Linked DNA regions of Dromaius novaehollandiae: region 2 is linked to region 1. A link is a contact called in public Hi-C data. All regions are on one chromosome and are shown on one strand. Each heading gives the region's core, a stretch centred on a gene start, on an enhancer-like site or on the middle of the called end of the contact. The rest is flanking DNA. Distances are from core to core; before and after follow the strand shown.

Region 1 (7,010 bases), core at 746-3,245:
TTTTCTGACTGATTCAACAGCTACCTAAGGGCTCAGGCTAATCACCGGTTTAACTCTTAAAGTTTCAATCTGACTGCTAATTAGAAACATATAAATAAAGCACAGACTCCTTAGCTTAAATATGTTTTTTTTTTAGTGCTCACAGTGTTACAGACAAATATGGATGTAAGACAGTTTTAGTCTTCCTACGTACAAATTGTGAACTTCAGAAATCACAAGTATGCCATCAGGTGTCTTCTTTTTTCCCCTTGTCTTAGCTTTAATCTCTTTTTATAGCTAACTTACAGAATCTTCAAAACTTCTCTGTGATTGTGCTATTAGTTCACTCTGATTTATAACTTTTTGATAAATCTGAAATTCTGTGCAATCAAATCATTTATTGTGTATCTCTTAGCTACTATGGCAGTGGTCTCGATGGAAATTATCTGGCTTCTCCTTTTTGGCCAGATGCTTCTGATTTTGGCATGCTCAAATCTTTGATTGTCTAATTTGAGATTTTTTGGACCTGGTTATTAGAAAAGCTGTGACATTTCTGCAGCTGTAGCCATACCTGTGTCAAATCAGAGGTCTAAAATGGACATGGTCAAAACAGAGATCACTTTGGAAAAGCAGACTGTGACCTTTCTCTGACTGAGTTTGCAAACAGGTAAAATAGGAAAGCTGTGCCATCTGTTCCACAGAGAAGTAACTGTTCTGAGGCTTAATTATGTTTTAGATTGCAATAACAAATATAATGAAGGTAGGGAGAATTTTTTAGTTAGTGACTCTCAATAGGTTTCATCATTTAGAACTTTATGGAAGTACACAGAGGGTGAGCATTTAAAAATTGTTGAACTAAAATGATATAGGGAAATTGATGAGTGATTCGTTAAGCTGTTGTTGTTCAGATTTATTTCCATAGAAGAAAAGTGTAAGAACTCCAGTTGAGAGGACAAATATTCTAGATAGGCATAGAGAAATGATTGTGCTCTACGTGTACATTAAGGCATGTCTCTCGGCCAGTGGGCCTCTAAATAATGATGAACACAAACCCTGGAAGAAATCACATGAAGACAGACACATTTCATCTTTTCAGAGCTTCTTCAGTGATAGGTGGCATTTTGAAAAGCTGGAAATGGCAAGTCAGATCTGCTTTATTTAAGAAAAAGGACTGCTCAACAAACTCTAGAGCTCTACTCCTCTACAGAAATGTAAAGGAAGATCTGGGAACATTGCTAGATGGGAGATACAGAGAAGAAAAATTGTATGCAACTGTATGGGCTGAACTAAAGTATTGCTTTTAGTTGCAGACAGCCTTGTTGCTAGAAAAATGTAGGCAGACAAACTGAAGGAAGCTCAGTAGAAATTCAGTATTTGAGTTGGATGGAAGGTAACATATTAGTAAATAGCTTTGAACATTTTCTTTTTAAAAAATCAAGTCTTTCAATGCAGTATACGTCAAAATACAAATAGTGGACTGGAGTCAAGAAAGCAAAAAAAATCAGTTGCCAGAAAGCAAAAGCAAAAGAAGCGTCAGTTTATATTCAGGTTATATTGATGTGGAGAAATGGAACAGAGTAGCATTAATGTTTGGTGTTATATCATAGGTATCACAAAGCTGAAGAGTTTAAGAATAATCTTTGAAGAGAGGGGAATGTTTTACAAGCTGAGAACATGCAGTGAGCTAAATTGGATGGATGAGTAAACAGCTACAAGCCTGGATAACACCAAATCATATTTTGTCATTTTTTTCAAAAAGCAAGGGAGTTTGTTAGATTCTGTTCTAGTAATCTGAGAGAAAAAACGGCGCAAGTAGGTGCCCGTGTACATTCATGACCTGCTGTTCCTGTACCTGAATGTTTAGTGAGTTCAGCTTAGGTGTGTGCTTTCCTTTGGAGACTTTGGCCCTGCCTGCTCCGTGCTTACGCTGTTGGGCATCAGTGTGTTGCAGGGCTGAGCGTGGGGCTGGGCGGGAGCTCGCGGCGGCGTCTCCGTCCGGTGCTCTCCTCCTGGCCAAATCCACTCGCTCCCAGAGGCGGCGGTGTTGTGGTGTGGGAGCCCGAGCCGACCGGGTTGAGCTGGAGGGGAAGAGGAGCAGCTGGTGCTGCCGGCTGAGCCAGGCTCTGCCTCCTTTACTACTTTAGCGTAAAACCTTGCTCTGTTAAAGAGAGTGGGAATATTTGCAGAGTAAGGTACCTCTTAATGCTAATAAGAGAGCCTGAGTCTAGTCTTGTATTAATATTTATTTAGCACCACAATGTTAAGTGAATACTGCTCTAGAGTAGGGAAGCTATTTATTTTTCACATAGCAGAGGCATTTGGAAAAACAAGAGATGGTAACGCAAAGCTTTTCTGAGGAATGAGCGGCATGAATTTTGGACATGCGTGTAAGAAATGCTATAAGAGCATACTGCTTTCTGCTTTGTGGGTGGAAATTAAAAACAAATAATCTGTGTGTCAGCAGGATAGCAGAAAATAATTTTGGAGCCTGCTGTTGTTTTCAGATTTATGTTTATATTAATTTACTTCTCCATTTTGAACTCAAAGCATAGCTAGTAGGACTGTAGGCATTATAATACTTTACAGTAATGCCTGGGTTCTTTAAAAGACTAAAAAGAAAGGATATTTTAATCTGGTTTTGGAATACACTACCTAGCTGACCTTCAGTCATTTTTCCTCCTTCCCACCGGAAGGATGAGGTGTCTGAGTGGGGAGTATGAGTGGGTATGTCAAAGCAGAGGTCTTGTTTTGTAATTCAGAAGAATTTTTCCTTCCGGAACATACGATTTCTTTTCTTTTAAAATGTTCAAATTGCTTTTCCACTGAAAAAGCATTTTTACTGTAGCCTGCGAAACTGTCATAACCACCCTGTTTCTCACGACATGGCTGAAAATATGTGACTGGGTTTGTCCATGGAGCCAGTGGATGGAATCGGATTTGTTCGCTATTGCTGAGGGAGGCTGAGAGACTTTATGAAAAGTACCTTTTAACCAAACCTTTTGCGCTTTGTTCATCGTGAGATGGCTAGCGGGGAAATCCCCTGGTTAGAAGGACAGCAGAGAGGATGGGTTGTAGTTTGGAATAATTCGGAGAATATTCACGAAAAGCAGTATGATAAAACTAAGCATGCAACATTTGATGCACAGACTAAATGCTGCTGCCCTGGACAAGTCATCTTTCACGTGGCTCTGGTTTGGGCCAGAGATGAGTTCCAGGGAGAAATGAGAAATAAAAATGAACATACTGGTTGATAATTGTGTGAATAGCATTGAGTGAGTCGTGCAAAGCCAGCAGATGTCAGCTATTGGGTTTCTCCCAGTTCACTTTTGCACAAATAGCAATTGTGCCTGTGAACAAGCACTTCTGCCTGTTACTCTGTGGAGGTCAAATTATTTCCTACATAGATATATGCTCCTATATCACATGCTAGTTGGTGAAATTTCCTTGTCTGGTGTATTTCAGTGCAAGTGCAGTGAGAACAAAGAAGCCTCCTGGGTGTCATTATTTTATACAAATTAGTTGTGATAGCAAAACACAAACTTCAGGTGCTGCTTAGGTCATTACTGGTGGCATGTGTTAGATCATGAAAAAGCACCCCAAAATAAATGGAAGTCACTGCGCCCATCTGTTCTGGACAGATCGTTGAAGAATATGCTGTAAAAAAATAAAAACAAAAACAACCTTTTATTGGCTTAGAAATGGAGTAGGTGGTTAGATAGTTCTTTTCCTATTTTTAACAGTGAGATGGCAGCCAATGTTACCCGTTTTGTATAAGTGAAGACTGAAATAGGATTATCACAGCTCTGTACAGTTCAGAATTGTATTTTCAGAGAACTAAAATCATATTGGAGATGTGGACTTCAATTTCCATGGCATGGGGATGAAATATGCAGGGTGGCCAATGCAGATAAAATCTGTTTCCGTGCTGCTGTTGGGCATTTGACACAGGCATATTCTTATCCATGATGAATGCATCTAGTTGTGTTTAAAGTTTAGCACCCTTGTTTGCTTTTTACACAAAAGTATGGTCACCAGTGATCACGATTAGCGGCTACTTTGCTTTGTTGCTTGCTGCGTATATAGGAGCAACACGCACATTTGGCTGAACTAACATCAAGATATATCAGAGCCCAGAAATACAGTTCATCCATGGTGGTAGCAATGGAAAACACTAAAACCAGCACTTAAAAGCAAAAGACTTTGTCATATGTTAGTTATTCTCCCTTTTGTCCTAAAAAACTAGCAACCCAGATTTCTTCCATAAATCTTACAAGGAGCAGGAGAAAAATCTTAAAAGAAATAAATGAAGGTGAACATTTTCTTAAACTTCAGAATATTTTTTAAAGTTATGGTCATTTTTCCAGAAGTTTTCATTCCTGCATCTTTTAAATGAAAAGTTCTATTTCCCCTCTTCCCCAAATTAATTTCAAGATAATTAATTTTAACAATATTTTTGAACCATCTCTGATATATTTTCAGTGATCAATTTCAATTTTTAAATGATCATAAAATGTTCATGGTGGGCTCATTTATTGCCTGGGTTTCTTTTGGTTGCTTGTGAGTTATGCCACTGACAGTTTCAGAAACAGAAGCCGCAGATCAGCGTTCTGCTTGTATTACATTGTACTGGGGAGCTGAGCACTCCTGATACAGGTATCAATTTCTTTGAGGTTATTTTAAAGTGTCTTTGATACAGAAGTGTGTTCCTTGGTGTAGAAGTTGTTGTTTAACTGACAGCTGAGTTCAACACCAGTTTTTTAAGAACAAGAAACTACTCGTCTGAAATAAATATGGAAACCAATGCACAGAGCAAGGGGCTTGCATATAAATATTTCATAAAATGTGGTGATGCCATTTTGCACCACTTTCTTTCCAGCATGGTCTGCATTGTAAGTCTTCAGTATATTATTATAAAAAGTAAACTCTGCTTTTTTCCTCTACAGTTTTGAGTGTTTGGGTTAAATTTTTTCTTTCAGAAAAAATGCATATTGCTAGAATATGAACATCTGTATCCCTATAGGATACCAATGTGCTTCTAGAACCGTGTTACTTAACCCGGTGTTTTTGCCATTTTTTCTAACAGCTTGCTTAGAATTGTTTGGCCAGTGTGTGTGTTTTCCAATATCCCATGAGAACATTCCAGTGAGGAACAAAAAGATTCTTGCAGAAAATAAAGTAGACTTATTAAACCATAAAGAATGAAATTAAAAAAACTGATATAAAGTTGTTTCCCCCCCATTTCTTTCAAGATAACCAATCACAGCCAGGGTAATTTTCAACCTATTTTTCTTGAAATGTAAAACAGTGTCATAGTACAAACATTAAACTGGAATTAGGGGGTGGTGGCTGGATATTTATTATACATAGTACGCCTACTCCTTTAATGATAGGTTTTGACATATAAAATTAACAGAATCCATACCTCGTCAGCACTGAAAAAGAAAGCTGCTTGCTGTGTTTCTTAATTGATTTATTAGTTCTAAAAGCATCTAATAATGCAAGAGCAAAATGCTTATCTAATAAATGACATCTGTAATGAATTAGTTAAATTTGGTTACCGTCAGTAGTATTCAAACCAGTTATTTTGTCAACAATGCTACAAAAAAAATTGTACAAAATGTACAGTAGATTGGACCATCTTCAGCTGTTGTTAAACCAGAGCTTTGGTGAGCTGCTGAATACAGCGAAGAGAGTTAGCTGAAGTGAACAAGCTGTTTCAAGCATTTTGGGGGAATATTCTGAGTAGAAGAGTTGTGATGGAGGATGGCTGCGTTCCTGGCCGTTCAGGGCTGTGCAGAGTACAGCATGGTTAACACCTTGCTGTCCCACCAGGCATGATAAGGAAGCCAGATATAAGACTTTGGCTGCTATGTGCTGCCCTGTATTATTACTAGTATCCCCCCTAGAGTATCACTGGAATACATTCTGTTTGGATTATTGAGATACTCCAGCTGTTTCAGATTGCAGGCTAGAGATCCTGGGTGTGGGTGACCCCCTACATTATTCGTCATCAATGTTGTCGCCTGAGCCTCCTCTCCCTACTTCTCTATAATGACAGCAACTTCTCCTTGGTTCCCACCTCTACTCTTACTTGCCCCTTTTTTCCTTCTTGCACATACATCTTCTAAATGCCACTCTCCATGGTATCCTCTAGATAAACCTCAAAGGACTTATTCATACAAAAATTACTTCTATTAACCTAGATCTTTGTATCATGTGTATCTCTTCTTTTGCCATTCCACCAAGCGATGAAAGGGATGAAAGATAATATAATGTGAAGCTGCTGTGATTCTAGTTTATGTTTTTGAATGTTGATATGTAGATGAGATCTTTCCACAAACCTGAGCAGAGCCAACTTGGTTGAGAGGCTTTTGTCATTACTACAGTCTTGTGTTTTCTCCGCTGATAAATTCGACTTACCCATACTTACTACGCACAGGAGATACTGGTCTGTAATGCTTTAGAGAAGTCTGCTTTATCTCAGAATTATCTATAGTCTGGCAGACACTGTTTTCAACTAGTTCATAAACCAAGTAGATTTTAAAAACCTCCATGAACTCTTAGTACTACACAGATAGTAGTAATTAGTGGCATTATCTTGTGTGTTTTCCAGGTTAGGCAATTCTGAAAGAGGAGCTGGTGCTGGACAAGGGAGAGATCATTCCACCCTTAGCAGGATGTTTGAAATCACATTAGTGGCTTTTATCAGTAGTACACAGTGTGCAACACGGGCCCTTGCAATGTTGTTAGAATTTAAGAGCTTTTAAGAGTGTAGAGATGGGAACTTGGATAGGCAACTTGCCTGACTAATTCCTGTGGAACTGAAGTCATTGATGTTAACAGAAATGGCTTTAATTTGTTTCTTTTCCAAATGTACCTCATCATGACATTTAAAATTATGTTTTAGCCTGGTTTTACTTTATTCCATTTGTTCTTCAGTTTAATGGAGCAGCTCAGCATTCATATCAGTTTTCAGGTGCTTAATTGAGTTCACTTTTCTACAGTGAAGTCCATGGTTTTCCTTGCATAGT
Region 2 (6,690 bases), core at 2,779-5,278, 140 kb before region 1:
GCATGGTCTTCTGTAATTTGTTTTGTATCAATTCACATATTTTATTTTGACAGTATAGCAAAAGCCATATGCTAGTATACAAATGGAAGTCAATTTAAAGATCAAAGGTTCCTTTTATTTTTAAGGTTAGTAGTTGTTTGTTATCATTTAAAATTGTTATAATTTTGTTTTATTTTTTGATTGTTAATTTTCTCAACAAAGAACAAAAGGTGGTGTGGAGAACAGGACAGAAATTAAAAAGACCTTGAATAAAACCACTGGTTTTCAATACAATTAATTAAATTTTGAACATGCTTGGCTTTCCTAACCACTGTTTTACTTTACTGATTTGATGCTGTGAAAGTGATATGACAGGTTGCAAAGAACTAACACCAATTCAGTGTCTAAGAGCAAAAGTCTTTTGGAACTTTGGAAGAACCGGGTTTGTTTAGACTGAAAAGGCTCTGGAATGAGTGGTGAGAGCTGAAAGAGGAGCAGTATGACAACTTTTTACATAATTGAAAACTTACAGAAGGCTTGGTGATTTTTGTGTCCACAGAAGAAAGGGTTTTTACTGTCTTTAAGGACAGTAAAACCTATGATTTAACCTATATTTTAGGATATTTAAAAAAATAATTTTTTTTCTTACCATGAGGTGTTGGAGCAGGTTACCTAGAGATGTTGTGTGGCTGCATCACTGGAGTTTTACAGTAGTATCTTTCAGGAGTTAACCCTGTGAAGAGGTGAAAGAAATTATCTCATTACATCCTCCTGTTCCTACATTTTTTTTTTTTTACATGTCATGAGGTGATCTTTCCCAGAAGAAAGACCAGGTAAAATAGAGCTTACTGTGCATAGGCTACCATTGTAGCACCAGTTTAAAGATTGTGTTTAGATCTTGACTGCTAATTAATGCAGTTGTATGGTTTAGTGAAGACATTCCATGAATTAGTGCCTGGAACTACTGTTTTTATTAATGATAGAATTATTCAACACATTTGTATATATCAACACTGGAGCTTCCAATCTCTTAGTAAATGGGTGGGCATAAGTACAGGTTGCTGCTGAAAAGGGAGGTCTTACCACTGCCTCCCCACTCTCAGCTGCCTTTCCTCCCTCACCACTGCTGGGTTTCTTTTCAGGCTGATTTCAGTTCAAGGGGGCTGACACCTGTGCACAGCTTGGATGAAGGCAAAGTGTTGCTTTTTGCAGCAGCTGCTCAAAGTGAAAGTGGAACAGTAGCTTAAGACTCTGCAGCCCAAGCGATGGTACCTTATAGCAGTGCTTAAAAGCTGTCCTGACCTAGGGCCTTTTTTCTGGGGGGGGGAAAGCTGGAAGAATATCACAGTAAAATACAGTTGAATGTCCCCTATAATGAATGATATGATCAGCAACCTCTGACCTGTTGTATGTTAGCCTTACATAAAGTGTTGGGTTTTAAGTTCTATCCAATAGGCTTCAGCAAACAAAAAAAACAGACAAATCCAGCTTTTAGCTTTCCCCCCCAAAATGATAGCTGAGGAGATATCTCTTCAGGTAGCCATCTAATAATGAAGTCAGAAGGATCATGTAATGTGTGCTACTTCAGATTGGACTTTCCTTCAAGTTTTGCATTATTTGTAAAATTTGCCAATAATGGAAAGAAAATGACTACAGAATTTAAAATATTCACAGTGAAACATTAACACAGTGTTCCTGTGCACTAATGGTGAAAAGCTCTTACCACCAGTAGGAACCATATTTTGCAGTGGAGAGAAAGTCTAAAAAAGGTAGAAGATAAAGGAGAAATCTTTCATTTTATATAATAACTTACTTATTTGCAGTGTTACGGGAAGTTAGGCATAAACCCCAGCCTAGCTAAAATGTTAACTTTGACACTGAGCTTGTGTGACTAAGCATGATACTTTGAAAAATCAGATAATTACAAACTGGACCAGATTTTTACTTGTAAGTAAATGAATTTGTGATTGAATGTGTGGAACACAAACTGCAGCCAGACATACATAGAGTTCCAGGGAATATATGGCTTTTCTTGTTTACTGTGTCCCTTTGCTCCCATTTCTGCGTACTTGCTGATTCAGTTTTCAGGGGGAAAAAAAAATTGCAAGGCCTCAAAGTTGCTGTAACGTACGCCAGCTGCCAGACACCTCTAAGACAGAGAGAGGTATTCCTGCACAGCACTGCAGAAGTTAAGATCGCATGCAGTCATCTAGGCCTCTAGCACAGGGGCTTAGAGAAATACGTAAATTGTCTTTGGGATCCCAGTTTTTCAAAACCTCACTCTTAGCTGCTAGCAGTTGTGTAAATCCAGCATCAAAGGCTACCATGATAATTTTTCTGGGGAAGCTGTCGGATAGCTAAGATAGCTTCAGGTTGTTTTTGTGCTGCTGAAGCTAGCAGTAGCTAGATAACCTGGCTCTTCGTATGTACAGTTCTTAGGGATAGATTTAGATGTGTAAAGATGCAAATACTTCCATGGGATTTTTCAAAATCCAACATTTCAAAATTTGGATTCTATTTGCAACTTCAGGTGCTTGATCATCTCTCCTAACTGCCTCTCTCTGGCAGTAAATGCAGGGATGGCCAGCATGCAGTTCAGTTCATGAACAATTCAAAAGCAGCTCCCATGATGCAGCTACTTCACATGCCTGACAGCTGGCTGGGTCATTCCGGGATTTTAGGAGTCATCCAGATCTCCAGCTGTGAGACAAGCAAGGCAGCAGCGGCTGCTGAGGCCGTTGCCCTCGCTGGGACACTCTGGGACTCACGGGTAGCTCATGCTGCAGTGAAGTTGTCACCTGCCTGTAAAATAACCGCAGAGCTCTTCCACCCCTCAGCTCTCCAAGATACGGCGGCTGCATGCCATCATCTTTCGGTTATAGCCACAGGCCAGTCTGCCTGGCTAAACCGAAGGGCCCTGAGACCCTTCCCGGGCCGTACACCACATGGCGCGGCACAGCTCATTTGCAGAGCTGAATGCTCCTGCGTCCCCAAACAGCGCGGCTGCGCTCAGGCCAGCCGTGGTGGTCTCGGCGGTGCTCTGACCTCTGCCTGAGCGCCGTCAGGGAGAGCGCGGGCTCTGTTTGGGATGCTGCTAGCAATTAAAATGCCTGGGTGGCTGTGGACCATTGTCCTGGTCTTGCTTTATTTGCTAGTATTGTAAAAATCATGTTTTTTTCCCCTACGTGATCACACAAAAGTATATTATTGTCTTGGACATGCCCTGAGATGCAAAGTCTGTAGGTACTGCACTTAATGAGGCATTACAGCAAGTCACTGCCAACAGCAGCAAGAAAGCCTGTTGTTAAAAAGATCTGAGTATTTCCCATTTACTGATAGATTGGTAAAGGGGAAAGAACAAAGCAGTTTAATCCCTGAAGGAAAAACCTTTGTAAATTAAACATTTCAGAGACATCAAAGATGTTAAGACCTGTCAAAGGTTATATTTAAATACTTTATCACATTGACTGAGCTGTTACTGGTTTGACCACGTAACACTTAGTAACCTTTTGAAAAAAATCATCTTGGGAAAGAACCAAACCTAAGGTGGGATGACAGAGGCAGTCACCAGCAGCAGGCCCGAGTCAGCTGGAGTGGGAAACCTCTGCTGCTTCACGGCGCGTCGCACCTAGCCCCGGAGGCCCTGGCGCCTGGGCGCCGCCGGTGCTGCAGGAGGGGCCGCTGCCCCCCGCGCGGGCAGGCTTCCCTCGGGGCCGCCGCGAGGGCCCAGGCCCCGCGGCCGTTGGCCCCGCGGCCGTTGGGGCGCCGTTCCCGCCGCTCCTCGCGCGCCCGCTCCCGGCCCTCAGCGGGCGCCGCGCCGCCGCCAGACGATGGCGCTGCCGCACCGGCCTTGCGGCGGGCGGCGACGCGGCGCCGGGCGGCAGGGAGCGCTGCGGGGAGGTCCGGCGGCGGCGGCGGCGGCGGCGAGGCTGCGGTGCGCGGGAGGCGGCGGGCGGGCTGATGCCGCACAGCCGTGCCGGTTCCGGCGGAGGCATGAGGCGCGCGGGGCGCGGGGCGGCAGCGGCAGAGCGCGGCGTCGCGCGGCCCTGAGCGGAGTGCGGGCGCGGCGCTCCCGCAGCGCGACGATGGCTGGGGGAAGGCGGGGGCTGGTGGCGCCCCAGAACACGTTTCTGGAGAACATCGTGCGGCGGTCTAACGGTGAGCGGGGGCGGGCGCCGCTGCCCCCCAGCCCCCAGCCCCGGGCAGGGACCGGGGAACCGGCGCGGCGCGGGAGGCGCTCTCCCCGCGGGGCGCCCCCGCGCCGAGGGGCGTTGAGCCCCGGCCGCTCCGAGGCGGTGCCGCTGGAGCGGAGCCGCTGCCGGGCTGCGCTGCCCGAGTGCTGCGGGGAGCCCCTGCCGCCGCCGCCGCCCGGGGAGCCGGTGCGCCGAGGGGGGCGGCCGGCGGCGGCTGCAGGTGCGCCGGCTCGGCGGGGCTGCGCCTCCAGCCGGGCGGGCTTGCCGGGGGGCGCCCGGGGGCAGCGGCCGGGCCGGGCCGGGCCGGGGGACGCGGGGCGCCGGCGGGGGCCGTGGCGGCGAGGGCAGCGCGGGTTGGGCCGCCGAGGTGATGCGGAGATCCAAGATGGTCTCTAGGAGGGGAAAAGCCGGCGCCGGGCGATGGGAGAGGGCTGCTCGTCTGAGTTGGACGGAAAGGTTCCTCATAAGTGAGGAGAGAGAGTTTGCCATTTTGAGGACTGAGGGGAGATAAATTTTTATTTACTTACTTATTTATTTTTTGCTAGTGTGCTGTAGCCAGGTCTTTCTCTTGGAAAACTGTGGAGTGGAAAATGCCTCGAATTTCACAATTGCATGCAAATTGACATTAATGTTATCCAGATTCTTTCGCTTGGAGACTTAGCAAAAGCTGCTCCCTCAGTAAGCCTGCGACCGTGAGGGCATTTATGCATCTGTTCAAACCTAAGCATGTGCATTTCTTAGAGCTCTGAGCCCAAGTTCTGCCATTTTTAATGCTTCCGTTGACTTCAATGGGGTTACTTAAGGGATTAAGAACTTATGGTGTGATGAAGAATATGCAGGATCAAGCTCCTTATGAAGGCAAGACAAGATGACTTAATTATTTAAAAAAACATAGTCAATTTTGTTCTGATAAGGCAAAGACAACTCTTTTGTTAAGCAGCTAAACCCTCAAATTATCAAAGGACTGCAAAGGATGGTTTGCAAGTCTTTTTTTTAATTATGGGCTATTATTGGAGAAATAGCCTTTGATAAAAACCAAGACGAACATATTTTCACATAGAATTGCAAGACTCCATATATAGGTTGTTTTCCTCCCCAACTTTCCTATAGAAAGGGTTGAAAACTGCGTGTCTGAAAAAATACCAGCCATCCTTATGGTGAATCCTGCCGTCTGCTTTGTAAAATGAAATGTTGCATTTCATTACATGCAGACTGTTCCTCTGATCTTCCAACACCAGTTATCTAATGCTTTTCTCTAGCTGCCTTGGGTTTGTGAATAATTTTCTTCGTTAAAAACCAAATTTCTCCACTGACTTTTAGTGCTAAGAGCTTAATTCAACAAATCAGTTGAGGGCTAGAGATGGGGGCGGGGGGGGGGGAAGGTCATGCAGTAGTAGCTATGCTCTGTTTTTCCCCCTCTTCCCTGGTTATTAAGACTGTGTCATAACAGAGCCTGGTGCTAGACGGCACAGGTAAAACGGCAGCACTCAGTTTCCAAATGCTCAGCAAGTCCTGAGGGCTGTAATAAGTACAAGTTTTTAGATTAAGTCTGATAGGAAGTGATGCACAGTTCAGACGTATTAGGAGAAGCTTTGGGAAGTGAGTCAGGTTTAGAAGCCCATTCCTTCTATAATGTGCCTTCTAGCTTTTGCTGGGCCCAGTCTAGCTGTGTTGTAAATGCGATGGCATCACATAAAATTGCTCTATGAATCAGTTCAAATGTGGGACCTTCAGCCTCTTCTAACCTTCATCTCTTTCAATGTAGCCTCCTTTCTCTCTGCATCTGGCTTGACTGTGTTGGTCAGCATGGGGGCAGTATGGAGACGTTCCAGTTCCTTGTTGCCTCTTTCTTCTTGGCCAGCCTACTTGGCCTTTGGGATGCCCACAGGAGGAGCGCTTAAATGGGCCTGTAAAGTTTGAGGTTTGGCTCCTCCTTCTCGGTTTCATTCAATTGGGTAGTAATGTGACCCACAGTGAAACTCTCTAGGTCATTTGGGATTTGCCAAATAAACCTTGGGCTTGTTGTCAAATTGTATTTTCTGGCACCTGCAAGTTAGGTAGTGCCAACAGATATTAAATTGATATGGATATATGAATATTCCCACTTTGAGGAGGATTCCCTTTCTCCTATGGGCTTGTTGTCAAATTGTATTTTCTGGCACCTGCAAGTTAGGTAGTGCCAACAGATATTAAATTGATATGGATATATGAATATTCCCACTTTGAGGAGGATTCCCTTTCTCCTATGGAAGGAGAGGAATTTAGTCATAGAGCTGAAACTGATACTGGACAAGTGTTTTACGTGTGGTACTTGTACATCCATCACAGTTGCAGATGAACTGCAGAAAACACTCTCTTGCTATGTGTTGTACACTGGGGGGGTTAACTCAGTGAAAGGGGCCTTATGGTAATAAAGTAATTGGCATGCAACCACTTTCGGAAGCACTACTCTAAAGACAACACTAATTATGCCATTTTTACCAGTAATTTAGCAAGTAATTCTTTGGACAGCATTTTA

What was found. A called contact is a pair of places that touch in the nucleus more often than the background predicts.
Region 2: a contact with region 1 is called in a Hi-C map of liver, with 6 times the contacts expected there. The contact joins the promoter of KCNH1 here to the enhancer-like site in region 1. A contact is called at or near these places in 2 of 4 Hi-C or Micro-C datasets (brain and liver).

Annotation. Positions count from the first base shown.
Region 1 is chr3:102,657,061-102,664,070 of bDroNov1.hap1, reverse strand. All of the region lies in intron 10 of KCNH1 (potassium voltage-gated channel subfamily H member 1), which reads left to right. Among named protein-coding and RNA genes, the nearest start is that of KCNH1, 140 kb to the left of the region's middle. Within about 2 kb of position 1,995, at least 2 of the 2 cell types and tissues checked have open chromatin away from gene starts, as enhancers often do.
Region 2 is chr3:102,799,452-102,806,141 of bDroNov1.hap1, reverse strand. It overlaps KCNH1 (potassium voltage-gated channel subfamily H member 1), which reads left to right and starts at 4,028. Exons shown (of 12, transcript XM_064509627.1): 1 at 4,028-4,137. The coding sequence starts at 4,065.